2 separate regions of the Sus scrofa genome follow, and region 2 is linked to region 1. The links are chromatin contacts, called in public Hi-C maps. All regions are on one chromosome and are shown on one strand. The core of a region is the stretch at or near the end of the contact, and the rest is flanking DNA. Distances in the headings are between cores, read along the strand shown.

Region 1 (5,463 bases), core at 1,657-4,156:
CAGATGACATAATCATTCGGGAAACATTATTATAAAGTTATTGTATAATGTTTATAGAAAATGTCAACAAGCGTATGTGTGTGGTGACGGGGAGGGAAAGTCTTGGGTTAGAGAGGAGCTGGCCTGTTTGTCGGAGGGATTTAGAAATAACAGTCGTCTCTCTCAGCTCTGCTGGCTTTGATAGTTTATAAAGTGTTTTATTTTGTTCAATAATACACACAGGCAAGGATTTATTCTGAACTTTGAACCACAAGACTCAGTATCTCAAGATTCAGCACAGGCGGGCCTGACTCCTGGAAGCCGCCCCTGCCTCTGCCCCCGCATAAGTTACCCCTTCTTGGTGTCTGCCAGTTCCCCATTCTTGCCTTTGGTTTTTTGTTTGTTTGTCTTGTTTGTTTGTTTTTTTGGTGGGTTTTTTTTTTTCCTGTCTTTTTAGGGCCACACCCATGGCATATGGAGGTTCCCAGGCTAGGGGTCTAATCAGAGCTGTAGCTGCCGGCCTATACCACAGTCACAGCAACGCAGGATCCAAGTCGTGTCTGTGACCTACACCTCAGCTCATGGCAACGCCGGATCCTTAACCTGCTGAGTGAGGCCAGGGATCGAACCCGAATCCTCACCGATGCTAGTTGGGTTCGCTAACTGCGGAGCCACGACGGGAACTCCTGTTCTTGCTCTTGCGATCGCCCCTCATAATGCCTGCAGCTCTTTGTTGGCAGAGCCTGCTTTTAATGAGTGTCTACCAGAGATTCTGGAAGGATGATAAATGTTTATTGTCCTTAAGGACCTTAATTCCAAGAGTGAAGCCTTTGTTTCAGATCGGTTAAACATCCCCATACCTTTTGAGTAGGGTCTAGACTAGGTGTATGATCAGCATTTTTATTGCTCTATTTTTTTTGCAACAGATTTCAGATGTGTACATTGGTTGAATTCAACCAAAATATACCCCAGTCAGTGGGTCTCATCACCTATCCAGACTTGAATCTTTTTTGAGGGGTGGTGACAGAATAATACCCCCTCAACAGTGTCCATGTCTTAATCCGAGACCACTATGAATACGCTGGTTATTTTATATGGCAACAGTGACTTCGTAGGTGTGATTAAGTAAAGGATTTTGAGATGGGGAGATTATCATGGATTATCTAGTAGGCTCCATCTATTTTTTCCTTTAACATTAAAAAATTATATATTTTTAAAGGTTACACTTCATTTACAGTTATTATAAAATATTGGCTATATCCCCAGTGTAGACTACATCCTTGTAGCCTGTTTTATTTATTTATTTCATCTTTTGTCTTCTTAGGGCAGCACCTGAGGCATATGGGGATTCCTAGGCTAGGGGTTGAATTGGAACTGTTGCTACTGGCCTACACCACAGCTACAGCAACATGTGATCTGAGCCGCATCTTCGACCTACACCACAACTCTTGGCAACGCTGGATCCTTAACCTACTGAGTGAGGTCAGGAATACGAACCTGCATCCTCGTGGATACTAGTGGAGTTTGTTAACCACTGAGCCGCGACGGGCAACTCCCTTTGGAGCCTATTTTATACCCAATAGTTTGCACCTCCCACTCCTCCCGTCCCACTGCTAACCACTAGTTCCTTCTGGATATCTGGTAGGTGCAATCTAATTACAAGGCTTCTCAAAAAAGAAAAAGGAAGGCAGGAGGGTCAGAGTCAGAGCAGGAGATGTGCTAAGGGAAGCAGAGGTCTGAGTGGTACAGAAAGGGGCCAAGGAATGCAGTCGGCCTCCAGAAGCTGGAAAAGGCATGGAGACAGATTCTCCCTTAGAACCTCCAGAAGGAAAACAGCTCCAGCCACGCCTTGATTTTACCCTAGTGGGACTTCTGACCTCCAGAACGCTAATATAATAAAACTGGGGTGTTTTTAGTCAATTCGTGGTAATTTGTTACAGCAGCCATAGGAAACCAAGGGTTCCTCTTTTCCTCCATCCCCAGCGACATTAAGCCTCAGCCACCCACCTTCCATCTCTCTATATGTATGAAAAAGCAGTATGTAGAAAGTTGGTCGTGAGCTTTAAAAACATCCCTTTGTGGCGCAACGGGTTCGGTGGCCTCTTGGGAGCGCTAGGACGCCAGTTTGATTCCTGGCTAGACACAGCGGGTTAAGGATCCTGCGGTGCTGCAGCTGCGGCCTAGGTAGCAACTGCGACTTGGATAGGATCCCTGGCCCGGGAATTCCATATGTCGTGGGGCCGCCAAAAAAGGAAACATTTTTAAAAATCCAAGTATATAGTATGGCACTGTCGGTCATATTTACAATTTTTGCTTCCTCCCCCCCCATTATCAACAGATTTCAAATATACTTTTCATCCTGTTTACAAAGCATGCTCCCGCCACATCCCCTCCTCTGGTCTTCCAAGTCCACCCTCTGAGGTCAGACCTGGGATTACTAACTCGGGAGTCAGAGTTTAGGAAACAAGGGCTCAGAGGCCCACGTTTGGAAGCCGCGTCTCCAGACTCCCAGGCCAAGGCTCGTTCCCAGAGAAGGCCCTGCCCGGGGAGCCCGGTGGAATACAGCTCCCCCAGCACGTCCGGGGCTCCGCCGGTCTGCACGGTCCGCTCGGCTTGCAGGCGCGGGGGCCGGGCCGCGACGCGGTCGGGGAAGTTCCGTTTGGCCGGCGATCCGCCTCGGGGCGGGGGACTGGGCTGCGGCAGGGCCAGGTGTTGCGCAGCAGAAGCCGCTGCGGGAGCCACCGACGCCCCGCCCCTCCACCCGCGCCGGCCGCCAGGGGTTACCTGCGGCCGGTGGGCGGGGCGGCCCTTCCCGTCTGCGCCGGCCCCCGGCCTCCAGGGCGGCGGAGCCGGGAAGTGGGAGAGGGAGCGGAGGAGGCGGAGACTGCCGCGGCTGCTGCCCGGCCGGGCTCCGAGCGAGGGGCTGCATGGAGCGGCCGGCGCGGCTCTACGGGCTGTGGGCGCTGCTGTTCTGCGCCGGCGGCGGCGGGCTGGCCGCGCCCGCAGGTGAGTAGTGCGGCCCCTGGGGCCCGGGGCGGCGGGGGTCGCGGCCGAGAGGCCCGCCGGGCCGAGGGCGGCGGTGGGCGCCGGGGGCGGGCTCCGCGATGCCCCCGCGGCCGCCGCCGCCGCCGCCACTCGCGTGCGGCTCGAGGTGAAGGACCCAGAGCGGCGGAGGGGCCGGAGGACGTCCCTTGGCCGTCGGGAAGCGCCGAGGAGCCCGGGGCCGGACCGAAACGAGTCCGTGGCCGCGGAGTCGGGACCGGGCATGTGGCCCGTGAGCCCGGGAGGGGTTGAGGGCCCAGAAGCCCGCGGGGACGGCGACCGAGGTCCCGGCGAGCCGGGGACCCGCCGGGGCTTCTAGCGCAGCGGGTCTAGTGAGGGAGTGAGAGTTGGAGGCAACCTCTGAGGCTCCTAGTTCCTGAAGGAAAAGGACGTGAGGGTCACGGCCTCCTCTGGCGTCCAAGAAATCCAGTGGGAAACCCGGAGCAGCATCCGCGTGGATGCCTTTCTTTAATATTTTCCTTTAAAAAAAAGCAACCTTTATACTTTGGAATAATTTTCAATTTACAGAAAAGTTGCAAACATAGAGCGTTCGTGTATGCCCCTCCCCCCCCCCCGTGCGGCAATTTCAAATTAATCAACCAAGAGTTACTGTGAAAAGTGGGGGCTGATGAGTTGCTCAGGGATGGCTTTTTCCGGACCTTCTTGGTGAGGATAGTAGATCCAAAGTCGATAGGTTTTATTGTCATGTTGACACAAACGCTTCCAGTTTTGTTTATTGCAATTTCACCAGCGTGTTGTACTTTGAAACCCAAGTTGAAATGTTGATTAGGAAACCTCGCTGCCCTGTGTTGATTCAGTCAACAAAACGTGTGCAGAGCCGGCTCACTGCCAGGCTGTGTTCTAGGGGCTGAGAATGCCGCAGATGAGCAAAACAGAGTCCCTGCCCTTTGGTGCTTCTCTGCAGTTGGCAGAGTCTGAGAAAGGGGGGCGGGAGTGAAATATAAGGTATGTCAGATGGCGAGAAGTACTTTGGAGGAAAACAACGCAGAGGAGGGGGCTGCCATTGTAAATAAGGTGGAGTAGGAAGACCTCCACTGAAAAGGTGGCCTTGGAATAGAGACCTGGGGAGGTTTGAAGTTGGTCAGCTAATAATTCAAGTGAGGACTTTCCATTGTGGCTCAGCAGTAACGAACCCAACTAGTATCTGTGAGGATGTGGGTTCAATCCCGGGGCTCGCTCAGTGAGTTAAGGATCTCGCGTTGCCCTGAGCTGCTGTGTAGGTTGCAGACACTGCTCAGGGGTCCCACTTTGCTGTGGCTCTGGCGTAGGCCCTCCGCTGCAGCTCCGATTGAACCCCTGGTTTGGGAACTTCCATATGCCCCAGGGGCAGCCCTAAAAAGACAAAAATAAATAAATAAATAAATAAATAAAAATTCAAGTGCTTTTCTTGTTTAGTACTGAGCCAGGCTCTGTAGGTTCACTTAGAACCTTAGAATGTACAGTGTAATCCTCGCCCCCCCCCCCCAAGTGCCTGTAGTTTACTTGGGGAAATCCAGTTTCCATAATTATATATATAGGGCAGCTGCAGTCCAGAGAAGGGAAAGGACTTGTCTAGGGTCACCCGTCTCATTAGTCTCCTGATTTTCCCAGTGCTACTCCAGCACCCTCCCTGGCACAGACTCCCTCCCACACACACCTGGAACAACACACAGCTGGCCCTCTAGCTAATACTGGCAACCCCCAACTTCATCAGTTTTGTCACAGAGGTTCATTGGTGACTTGGTTACTTAGAATACAGAAACTTGTTTCCCATTGGAAATATTGATAGAATTGCATTGAGGCACGGTGACAGATTTTAAAAAACAAGTCGGGGACTTGAATTTTAGTGGTCCAACATTTCCCAGCTGTGGAATATCAGGGCTGGTCATTTCCTCTCCCTTGTGCAGCAGCTTTTTTATCTGTGACAGGAGGTTGAACTCTCTAAATTCTAAGGGCTCTTCCAGCTCTAATCTTTTGAGTGTTTATAAAAAATGATTTGGTTACCAGCTTAGTTTGGTCTCTTTAGATTGGTAGCCCACACCATGACATGTCTTAAGAACAACTAGGATTTAGTGTTTATGCCAGGCAGCGTACTAAGTTTTCCACTTGCACTGTTTCATTTGATCTTGTTTTTTTTTTTTTTTGGCTTTTTGGCTTTTTGGCTTTTTGGCTTTTTAGGGCCATACCCATGGCATCTGGAGAGGTTCCCAGGCTAGGAGTCCAATTGGAGCTCTAGCCAGCAGCCTATGCCAGAGCCACAGCAGTGCTGGATCTGAGCCGTGTAACCCACTGAGCAAGGCCAAGGATTGAACCTGCGTCCTCATGGATGCTAGTTGGGTTCGCTAACTGCTGAGCCACCACGGGAACTCCTGTTTCATTTGATCTTTACACAGAACCTGTCCATTAGGTGCTGTTATCAGTCCTATTTTGTCTATGAGGAAG
Region 2 (5,463 bases), core at 1,188-3,687, 430 kb after region 1:
GGAGAGATTCCTAGCAGTGGCATTACTGGACCAAAGAGTACGTTTCCAGACATAGGATAATGGATAGAAAATATTTTTATGGACAATGAAAGGTTATACCGGGAGTTCCTGCCATGGTGCAGCGGGTTAAGGATCCAGCCTTGCCTCTGAGGCAGTTCGGGTCACTGCGGAGGTGAGGGTTGATCCCTAGCTTGGAGCAGTGGGTTAAGGATCTGGTGTTGCCACAGCTGTGGCACAGGCAGCTTAGATTTGATCCCTGGCCCAGGGAACTTCCCTATGCTGTAGGTGTGGGGAAATAAGGGGAAAAAGGTTATACCAACTTCTACTCTCCTCAACTGGTGTGTGAAGAGTCTCCCAGGTCTCTTGCCAGCATTGTAGATTTGTCAATCATCCTTTTTTTTTTTTTTTTTTTTTTTTTTTGTCTTTTCCTAGGGCCGCTTCTACGGCATATGGAGGTTCCCAGGCTAGGGGTCAAATTGGAGCTGTAGCCGCTGGCCTACACCACAGCTCACGGCAATGCTGGATCCCTAACCCCCTGAGCAAGGCCAGGGCTCGAACCCGAAACCTCATGGCTCCTAGTCAGATTCGTTAACCACTGAGCCATGACAGGAACTCCCATCCTTTTTCCTCTTTATCCCTTCTATAGGAAGGTGCTAAGTGACAGTGTTAGCTCCATTTTTTCATTGCTATTGAGACGGAACATATTTCGTATGCTTATTCACCATAGGTATCCCTTCTTCCGTGAACTCCCTATTTCTTTCTTTGCCCACTGATTGACTAGACTCATGGATTTTCTTGTCAATCAAAATGAGACCAAACTCCTATAAGAGATTAACCCCTTGTCATTATTAGTTGCAAATGTAAATATTTTTTCACAAGTTTGTTGGTTTGTCGAATGTGGTGGTGTGGTGTGGTGGTGGTTGTCGTTTTTCAAAATTATTAGATTCTAATTGCAGCCGCGTGCCCTCAGTTTGAGCCTCTTCCCCCGTGATTAAAGTGAAGAGGTTTGACAAAAGATCTGGAAAGGCCATTTCAGCTAATCCTAAATTTAGATCCATGAAAAAAAAAAGTGTGTGGGCCCCACTTAAAGATTGTTCAGCTCATATGCACTTTAAAATGATTTAAGAAGGTGGGGTAGGGGGCAGGGATGGAAGCAGTTTGTGCCAGAAATTTTTAGAATTCTGAGGTAAGAAGCCGATTCTCTCCAGTCTCCTGCGTGTTGGGAGGGGGAGTAAATTATGTGCAAGCAGATAGAACTCCTGATGGAAAAGTACCCGCTCTGGGCTGCAGATGTGTACATGGGTTGGTTTTAATTATTTCCCCCCTCTCTCTATCCTTTCTTCAGCTCCGCTCCCCCTGCCACAATAAAGAGGGCGACCAGATTAGGACTCTGAAGGGTATAGACAGTCCTTTCTCCTTAAGGCCGCTCCTGTACAGCCGGTTAGTACATCAAAGGCCGGATGAAATACTGAGGAAACGAAAAGACCAAACCAAGGTTTCTTACAAACTCCCACCTTCCTTTGGGCTATTGCGACTGCCAAGGGTAGCTCGACCGAGTTCAAATAGAAGAACACTGCCAAACAGAGAAACTTTGGTCATTATTCTGAGAAAAAAAAAAAAACCCAGCATAATAGAACATTGTTGATGTGGGATTATTGAGCAAATCAGTGATTGCAAAAGGCTTTAGTCTTCCAAGAACGAACCCAAAGCAAATCGGGAGATCTGTTGAACTGTTTCCCCACATATTGGGAGAGTTGTCAGATGAACCCTGTGCACTGACTTTAGCTATCCCCACAGCATCTGGAGGGGAGTGGGGGATTGGAGAAAGGTCGTCAAAGAGGGTGAACGGGGGTTCCCAAGGTGGAAATGGGTGGTCTGGGGCTCTAGGATGGGAAAGGAACTCAAGGAGTGAGTTTCCTTGTCTCCCAAGAAAGCCTCGTGGTCCCTAGGGCTGGCCTGGGAAAGATGAGGCTTCGTAATGGAAGGCGGGGAGAGGCCTGAAGCAGGCGAAATGGAGTCGGTGTTTGGCTCGCATCAGGTGGCAGAGGGGGCCTCATGCAGAGCCGCGCAAAGCTCTGCATGAGCAAACTGGGAGTGCGGAGGAGGGTTGCGCGCTGCGTTGCGGTTAACTAGAGGCTGGCGTGAGGCTGGGGCTCGGCCTCGCAGGTAGAGCTGAGGGGTGTGCTCCGCAATCTAGGAGGAGGCTGGATCTGGCTGGGGGAGAGCAGCCACCATCCAGAGGCAACGCGGGGGGGGGGGTTCCGAACTGGGCTGCGCTCCACTGAGCGGCGCCGGGAGCTTCGGCCGCCGCGGGGAGGCGGGGCTGAGAGGTCCCGCCCGTCCAGCCCCGCCCCCGCCCCGCCTGGCTCCGCCTCCTCCGCTGGCTAGTCCTCATCCGCCTGGCCCCGCGCGCCACTAGCTCGCGGAGAGGGTGGAGGAAACGAGTTCCGGAGCCCTCCAACCTTTGCTCCAGCGATCATGGCTGCCGAGGATGTGGCGGCTACCGGCGCCGACCCGAGCGAGCTAGAGGGCGGCGGGCTGCTGCATGAGATTTTCACGTCGCCGCTCAACCTGCTGCTGCTCGGCCTCTGCATCTTCCTGCTCTACAAGATCGTGCGCGGGGACCAGCCGGCGGCCAGCGATAGCGACGACGACGAGCCGCCCCCGCTGCCCCGCCTTAAGCGGCGCGACTTCACCCCTGCCGAGCTGCGTCGCTTCGACGGCGTCCAGGACCCGCGTATACTCATGGCCATCAACGGCAAGGTGTTCGACGTGACCAAAGGCCGCAAGTTCTACGGGCCCGGTACGGCGGCTGGCCGCCGGCGGGGGGGGGGGGGTGGCCGCAGAGACAAAAGAAGGGGCCCCGGCACGGGGCTGAGTCCCGGAGAGGCGAGGGGGGAGCGAGTGCCCCGGGGCTGGGGGCGGAATGGCGGCGAGCCGGGGAGGGCGGGGCAGGGCGGCTCCCAGGGCGGGCGGGGGGCCAGAGGCGCCCTAGAAGGGCTGCGGGGCGAGTGGGGGACGCAGATTCCAGGTCCGTGCCGCCAGTCGGACCGGGAGGAAGAAGGTTGAAGCGCTTAAGCCGGGAGTGGGTGGGTGAGATCGCAGCGCTGGGAAGGCGGGGGAGCACAGCAGGGCGCAGTGTTCGGGGAGTTTCGAAGGTATCGGGTTTGGGGGTTCCTGGAAGGAGGGGCGGGTGTCGGGCTGGAGAAAGGAAATGAGGGTGTCTCGAGGGAGACGGGGGGGCGGGGAGGCGGGAGGAGGTCGGGAGGTCCAGCGTCGAAGGGGACTCGAAGGCCGGATGACGCCTGGAGTAGCCATGGTGGAATGTGAGGGTGTGGGGGAGAGAACGCGGAGATGGGATTGGCAGCAGGTAGGAGCATTGTGCGTGGCCGATGAGTGATGTGTGTGTGCGTGTTGAGTGTCCGTGGCTTGTCAGGCGTGTGTGTGCGCGCGCGCGCGTGCGCTGGGAACGAGGCATGGCGTGTGTCAGGTATGTGTGTGGCGTGTGTTTGATATGTGTGCGCGTGCTGTGTGTGGCAGACGGGGAGAGCTGGGAGGTGAACAAGGGAGGCCCCATGGGGGAAGGGAGCTGGATGAGGAAGGCTGAATATAGCGGCCGAGAGGAATGTGGCAAGGCGAGAAGGTAATACAGTATTACAGTCCATAGCAGGAGAGAAAGGACTAGAAGCCAAAAAAAAAAAAAAAAAAAAAATTAAAATGGAGGGAGGGAGGGAGGGAGAAGTGGGAGGATCCTGAGAAACAAAAGGGGTAGGGCTCTGAAGGCTGCGGGGTGTGGGGATTTCAGGAAAAGCCAACCCTAGGGGAAATGAGGGGTGGATGACGGCTGAGCTGTTGGAGGGGGGCAGGCTGGAAGGGGCCTTGGAGATGAGGCTTTGCCAAGCTTGGTTGCGGATCAGAATCACCTGATGCGCTTGAGGTACAATACAGATTCCCGGCCTGATCTCCACCACCGCGGAAGAGTCTGGTGGGCTCTGGTGGGCGGCGGGGGAGGTCCAGGAGTCTGCATTTCAACACTCCCACCCCCTAGACCAATGCCACAAGCATCCAGGTTTGGAAGGCCTGCTTTATACACTGTTTGGACCGGAGGAAGAAGAGATTTTTTAGCTCCTCCGATATGGACACCTCTAAAAACAAGGGGACCCAGGGAGTGTGTCCACTGGTCTGGGCACAGGGGAAGTGTGTAGAAGGCAGCCATCTTTCCTTCGGCCCCACTCAGACTTTGTTATTCTCTCCCAATCCAACTCATCAAAATCAGATGTGTTAAGGTTCTGAAGGAAATCTCCCACTTAGCAGTTTTTCCTTGTGGCAGAGATTCAGAAGACCTACTTTGTAGGCATGTAACTGTCCAAATCATTTGAAAAAACCACACCTATATTATTTGTCCCTGAAGTGGCACACCTGGAGGCATTGTCAGTAAACATGCGAGTGTAAATACCTGCCATTACGGAGCTACACCATAAATGACCTGATGCCTGGAGCAGCAGCATATGATGGTGGTTTGCAGAGTCATCGAGAAGAACCTAGGCCTGTGTACAGAGCACGACGCTGGGAGTGAGGCCGCCTGGGTTCTCCGCCTGGTTGGATCACTGACCAGCCGTGTGGCCTGGGGCAAAGCGCTCTTCTCTCTGGGCCTTCGTGGTCCCTCTTCAAAATGATAAGGATGGCCCGTTGTGAGCTCTCTCAGTCTCCACCTGCACTGTCATCCAGTGAGGCCATGCCTATGTGAGACTGTCACGGGGAAATGATACTTCATGTTATAAAGGATTCCCAAAGGTCATCATGTTTCATGACGTTGTTGTACGCAGGGCACTTTTGTGGCCTCTGGGAACAGAGCAGTGAACAGAACAGGCAAAGAGCTCGGCTCATGGAGCTTACACGCTAGTGAATGTACGTTCTGCTGAATAATATATTAATAATTAATATATAATAATAATATTAATATATTATATTAATATATATTATTATATATAATAATAATATTCTCCAACGACTTGCAGTGCTCCCCTCAGATCCTTTTAGTATCCTGTGACCATGGCTTCTGAAACGGCGAGGTCCCAACCCGTGCCTTGGCCTATTTACCTTCCCTAGTGGAGATGGTACTACGTAATGCTGATTAGAAACAGCTGTTTTTCTTTGGAAACCTATGTGCTTTTAAAAGTTGATCATTAATTTCATCTAACTTGTAAAAATAATAAAAAAGAAAAAATCCCGGCAGATTGAGGTTTCAGGTGACCAGGCCGTATTGAGACTCAGTCTGTTCTTATACTTGGCGTGGTGGTTACCCGAGTCATGAGCTCAGCCTTTCCTGTCAAAGGTGCTGCTCAGTCCGCCTTTGGGGAAAGAACACTGTTTAAAGTACACTGGATTCTTTTCATTTACTTGTGCAATATTTAAATAAGTCTAAAAATCCACTCGAAGGACCTGCAGCATGATTCACTGCTC

Evidence for each region. Hi-C and Micro-C count contacts between places; a contact is called where the count stands out from the background.
Region 2: a contact with region 1 is called in a Hi-C map of liver, with 2.8 times the contacts expected there. The contact joins the promoter of PGRMC1 here to the promoter of IL13RA1 in region 1. A contact is called at or near these places in 1 of 5 promoter capture datasets (liver) and 3 of 47 Hi-C or Micro-C datasets (liver and skeletal muscle).

Annotation. Positions count from the first base shown.
Region 1 is chrX:97,298,054-97,303,516 of Sscrofa11.1, forward strand. IL13RA1 (interleukin 13 receptor subunit alpha 1) reads left to right here and starts at 2,907. Exons shown (of 11, transcript NM_214341.1): 1 at 2,907-2,985. The coding sequence starts at 2,907.
Region 2 is chrX:97,732,965-97,738,427 of Sscrofa11.1, forward strand. It overlaps PGRMC1 (progesterone receptor membrane component 1), which reads left to right and starts at 2,438. Exons shown (of 3, transcript NM_213911.1): 1 at 2,438-2,803. The coding sequence starts at 2,479.